2 separate regions of the Gasterosteus aculeatus genome follow, and region 1 is linked to region 2. Evidence: chromatin contacts called from public Hi-C data. All regions are on one chromosome and are shown on one strand. Each heading gives the region's core, a stretch centred on a gene start, on an enhancer-like site or on the middle of the called end of the contact. The rest is flanking DNA. Distances are from core to core; before and after follow the strand shown. Region 1 overlaps plagl2 (pleiomorphic adenoma gene-like 2). Region 2 holds the start of pofut1 (protein O-fucosyltransferase 1).

Evidence for each region. Hi-C and Micro-C count contacts between places; a contact is called where the count stands out from the background.
Region 1: a Hi-C map of liver shows a contact between it and region 2, with 2.1 times the contacts expected there. The contact joins the enhancer-like site here to the promoter of pofut1 in region 2. A contact is called at or near these places in 2 of 6 Hi-C or Micro-C datasets (liver and skeletal muscle).

Annotation. Positions count from the first base shown.
Region 1 is chr2:19,526,173-19,528,872 of fGasAcu3.hap1.1, reverse strand. plagl2 (pleiomorphic adenoma gene-like 2) reads right to left here. Exons shown (of 4, transcript XM_040193717.2): 4 at 2,433-2,700. It overlaps tm9sf4 (transmembrane 9 superfamily protein member 4), which reads left to right. Exons shown (of 18, transcript XM_040192451.2): 18 at 1-836. Among protein-coding and RNA genes, the nearest start is that of tm9sf4, 17 kb to the left of the region's middle. Within about 2 kb of position 1,407, at least 2 of the 9 cell types and tissues checked have open chromatin away from gene starts, as enhancers often do. A contact at or near this core is called in liver, where this site is marked.
Region 2 is chr2:19,480,859-19,483,558 of fGasAcu3.hap1.1, reverse strand. It overlaps pofut1 (protein O-fucosyltransferase 1), which reads left to right and starts at 1,337. Exons shown (of 7, transcript XM_040192411.2): 1 at 1,337-1,637; 2 at 1,967-2,088; 3 at 2,658-2,700. The coding sequence starts at 1,499.

The DNA.
Region 1 (2,700 bases), core at 158-2,657, 45 kb before region 2:
TGTGTTCAGTCAGTTTGATTCATGCTAACGAGCAGCTTAGCTTTCCCACAAACCCTGGAAACGGGGATACAGTGAACCTCGACCAAATCCAGCCAGTGCAGCTGATTTGCATCCGAATAGCAGAAAGGGAAGGAGCGTATTTTACAAAATGGGCCTTCCTTGATCGTGATCAAATCAGCACTGACCTCCTTCCCTGCTGCCCTCTGACCCGATCACACTGGTACTTCATTAAAGTTCATTCCGATGGGGGATGTTATGGGCCCGATGAGCCGAGATGATACGTGCTGATCAAATAAACAGGACATTCCTTTTAGTCTATCATTGTCTTCATGGTTACCATCAAAGTGATTTTACCATCAAAGACGAGGTGCCCAAATCAACCCTTTCTCCAGGGGCGAGAAGGTTAAAAGGGCGTCACTCCTCCTTCCATGTCCTCTACTTCCTTTATTTGAATCGGGCCTACCCATACACATTGAGCTGCTTGAAGAGAGTTGTTTTTTTTATCCATAAAGCTCCAGAGGATTTCCTCCATTTAAATTTAACCGCTTTAAGTCACGTTTTTTGTTTTTTTTGAAGGCCCGGGGTCATGCGTGTGTATGTATGGGCTAAGGGTTTACAATGTAAATTTAAAAAGGAAGCAGCTCTATTATGGTTGCGTTTTGCTGTTTTGTGGCGCTCTGTAACGGTCCCGTCATCGCTTCGCCAAAAGCATGATGCTCATGATGACTGAAAGGAACTAGATAGTTACTTTTCTCTTTTTCTTTTACAGAATGTCCAATTACAAAATGTACAATGACAAAACAATAAAGTGATGACAAGTAACGTTTTTTTAAAAATTTTCTTTTTTTTTTCCGACTTGAATTTAATATGCAGAACTAAGTGGTAGTTTTCGCTTAGAATGAGCCCTTCGTATTTCATATCTATCGTGTTTCCACAGAGGCCCACACGGAACAAACTCTAGAGGAGCCTTTTGTGTTTTATGTCTCCCGAAGGCCTGCTAGCTGTCAGAGTGTGAGTGAGTGTCAGACAGTGAGTGACAAAAGGTTAAATCAGGGTGTCACTCAGCCTCTTCCATCTCAAGTGGGCCAGACCAGTTAAATCATAGGCAATGGTCCGGCAGGCTGGGGTTGGGGGGTGCTGGGGGTCTGCTCAACGCTGCTGCCCTATTTCCTGAGCGAAAAAGTGGCAGCTGGTATAACGGTCAGAGTGTTTCGCGCCTACTCAAACAGTGTGACCCCCAGTGGACTGATTAAAGAATAGGAGCAATTTTTACTCACACTAGCAAAGTCATCCAGCGGGCCGAGCTGGACCTCCCGACGGGCCAGATCCAGCTGTATCCAGTGTGGTATGAGCTGCCTCTAGGGGTGCGCAAGAGGAAAACCACTACAACACGACCACCAAGGTAAGACCCTGTACTGTCCTACAGCGCCATTAGGTGAGACCCAGTCTGATGATGATTAACCAGCAAAGCAGCAGGACGAGGGTATCAGGCCGCACACTGGAGCCATGTGCCGCCCAACTAGCAGATGTGTTAAACAACATCTTTAACCTCTCACTGCAACACTCTGTTGTCCCCACTCATATCCACTACCATTACCATGTGCCCCAAAAACAGTCAGAACTGGGCAGCCTGCTTACTGAGGAAACACATCTAGGGAGGATGCGGTCTCAATTGCGCTTCCAACATCCCTATCCCATCTGGAGCATTCAAACACCTACACCAGGATGCTATTTGTTGATTACATCAACCATCTGGGCACAATAGTCTCCCATAAACTGGTTGAAAAACTCAATAACCTTGGATTATCCACTGCGCTCATGAATTATGGACTTCCTTACAAATAGACCACAAAACCATAGAATGGGAAACCACACATCCTCCACCCTCACCCTAAAAAGGCAGGAGGCAGGATAACCAACAGGGTAAATCATGAGACTTGATTTATAGTTTATTTATCAGTTGTTGTTAGCTCAGGGTGGTTTCCCGTTATTCATTTAGCCTATTTTGTGAAATCTCTTATCAGATCATCACACTAGCTATTAACCAGTCATGCCCCTGCGAGGATCCCCACACTAATATTAGCATGAGGTAAATTAACAGGTCATGGCTGGCGGAAACATTATTTCAAAACCAGTGAAGCCAAGCTAAATATTAGGAGATGAAGCCCCCCATCATTTTGAGCTTTCTATGTTCTGTTACCTAGCATAAAATCAAGCTAGCTAGCTTGCTGGCTAGCTAGCTAACTAGCAAGCACTAACTATGGTTGACATGTTTCAACCTCGTTCTTCATCCACACACTCTTGAAACAATGTAGGAAAGCTCACAACTCAATCTAATATTTAATTATGAATTTTGTTATATTCTTTTGTTTACAGTTCAAAAACAAAAAAGACACAAATAATTCAAAATAAAAACAAATTGAATGCAGAGAGGGTATGAAACCGCTGGTTTGTCTTTTAATTATTTCAACATAACACATGACAACTCAAAGATACACTGTACTGTACAATAAGTCAATAGTTCTATTGTTGTGTTCATCATCTCTTTGGATCAACCAATATACAAATCTGTCCCTTCTACACTGCAGCAACTGATCGCATGTGAGATATGTAACAAAAAAGCAAGACTTCTCATTTCTTTTTCTCCAAAGCACATCATTTATATAATTCTCCCTGTAGTTGATAAACTCCATGCTATAT
Region 2 (2,700 bases), core at 88-2,587:
ATGTGTGGTGTTATTTCTTAGAGGGTAACATTCTACCACCACCATTGGCTGACACGCCCTCGGTTCTCGGGCTGACAATGGACAACAAATTGCCTGCAGATTGGAGCGACCACAACGCCCAGATAAATGATCTCTTTAATGTGACACGTTTAAGCAATTATGGCTCCCTTCAGACAAACGAGGCAGGCTGGCAGAGAGTTGGAGGCCGCACCCCGGCCACGTTTTACTCGCTGGATTTGTGCAAGTTGATCACACATGTATGAGCTTCTAATGAGGAGGATTGCTCCTTTTATCATCGGACATGATGATTGGCTCTGTTGGGTTTCCAGATGGGGAATCCTGAGGGCAAGCAGGAAGGTCTGTATCAGGAGCCCGTTGACAATTCTATATGATAATCAATTGTCTACCAATGGAATCTAATTGCGACAAAGTTGTATATTAAGATATCGTAGTACACAAATATGTCGTCCAAATAAATAATAACCAGTACAACTGACTCCGATTTTTAAAAGAAAGCAATATCTGAAGAAATACTCAGTAGTTTTCATTCACACAAGAGTATACAAAACCATGTGATGTTTTAAAAAGGTCTCTCCACTAAATGAAGGTATTTTGCTGTACCAAATTGGCATACTTCATTCATGTTTATTAACCGCAAAAAGGGTCCAGGAATCAGGAATCAGGAAACATTTATTACCAAAACATGCCAAACATACAAGGAATTTGTCTTGGCGGTTGGTGCGCGACAGTGGACAGTGCGACAATAGACAAGAAAAGCAGTGCACAAGTAATAAAATAAAGTAAAATGAGATGCTAATGCAAGGGTTTGTAGACTAAGGCTATGGGTTAGTATAAAACAAGGGAATAAAGTAAAAAAAATTAAATATTAAAAAAGTTAAAGAGAATGTTAAGCATAAAGTGCACTAACGAACAAGTAACAAAGTGACGAGTGACGACAAAGTGATAAATTACAGTTAAAGTGACATGTGCAGTGTGAAGGTGAGTGACCGGTGGAATGTTATAGTCAGTCAGTGGGGGACCGGATGTCCAGATGACAGAAATACTTGATGACAGAAATACTAAAAATGAAAAAAAGATTTATTAGCCGACCTGAGTGGTTTGAAAAAAAATGTTAAAATGTCTTATGTAAAAGAATTGTTTTATTTTGTTATTGCTACTGATTATTTGACAAATAAAAAGCTAACATCTATGTACTGTCAATCTTCTACCCGATCGTTCTCTTATAAAAAAGTTGTTTTTCCTTTTTTCAATAAAATGTTATCTCAAGGTTGTTTAATTAAATCCTTTCTTTTATTGTGCTAATTCCCTGTCATGGCGTCAATATGTTCCTTCTGCCTAATGAAGAGTCCACTACGCTCCTAAAACCTCCGGTCCACCGGGCGGAGGTAGCGGTGTTCGACGCGCGTTTCACCCTCCTCGTTAGAACCAACGAAGCGGACTTTACACCGGTGCATTCTGGGATCTAAAATGAACCACAATGGCGGTTAAGCAACAAGCACTTCATGCCCTCAAACTAACCAGTTTACTTTTGGCCCTTCTACTCCAACCATGGCGGACTTTCGGCGGGGAGCTGACGTGGGATCCGAGCGGCTACGTGCTGTACTGCCCGTGCATGGGTAAGAGCCAAGCTATCCCGTCCCCAACGCCTCTCATTCAGACGGTTTTGTTATCGCTAACGTTACTTATGTAAACGTAAATATGAAACCCCCGAGCTACGCTGCACGGTTTGGAGTTTAATAGAGAGAAACATAAGTAGAAACTTTGGAAAAGCTTGAACAGTGCAGAGCAGTGCGTTAGCTACTTAGCAGCTAACTGACATGTAAACAGCTGTTTCTAGCGCGCGGTGTGACCGGGAGGTCCCCACCTGCCCTCCAGGTACTGTCTCGGTTTTCTTGTGAGTAAGGAGTACACCGAGAGCATAGAGTGTCCCGCTGTTATTGTTCAGGTCGCTTCGGAAACCAGGCAGATCACTTCCTGGGATCTCTCGCCTTTGCAAAGATGCTGAACCGAACGCTGGCGGTCCCTCCGTGGATCGTGTATCGCCACCACGCGCCCCCTTACACCAATGTGAGTACTGTCACCCATTGCTGCTCCACAACGTGACGACTGAGTAGATCGATAGGTTATTTCTTCAAGTCCCGATGATGTTACAGCAGCAGAGTCCTATAAATCGTTTTTAAAAGCTGGGTGTGAAGTGAATAGTATAAGAAAATTCTTATAACTCAAATTTAAAATGTGAAATTCAAATCGAGCAAGAATGGTGTCTAATGTACAGCTGCAATGTACAGAAAGAAAAGTATATTGAGAATTGATACAGTAAACTGTTCTATATCATGTGAAAATGGAGGTTTCCGAGGTTTTGAATGACAAAGAAAAACATTGAGACAATTCAAGTCAGACCCACTTACACCGCCCTGCTGCTGGAAACACTCACTAGAACCAAAAATAAGAAAAGGTCCCCCAGAAATACACCTGCATGTTTACAGAGAGGTCAGAAAAGATGGCTAGTATTAAGAGACGGAATAACACATTGCCTCTAATCTTATCATGATATGTTCACAACAACAGTTTTGAATATCCCCAGCCCTGCTCTTTGAACCCTCTCTGGACCGTGCTTTTCTTCTCCATTGTTTCAGGTGCACGTTCCCTACAGTGAGTTCTTCCAGCTGGAGGCGTTAT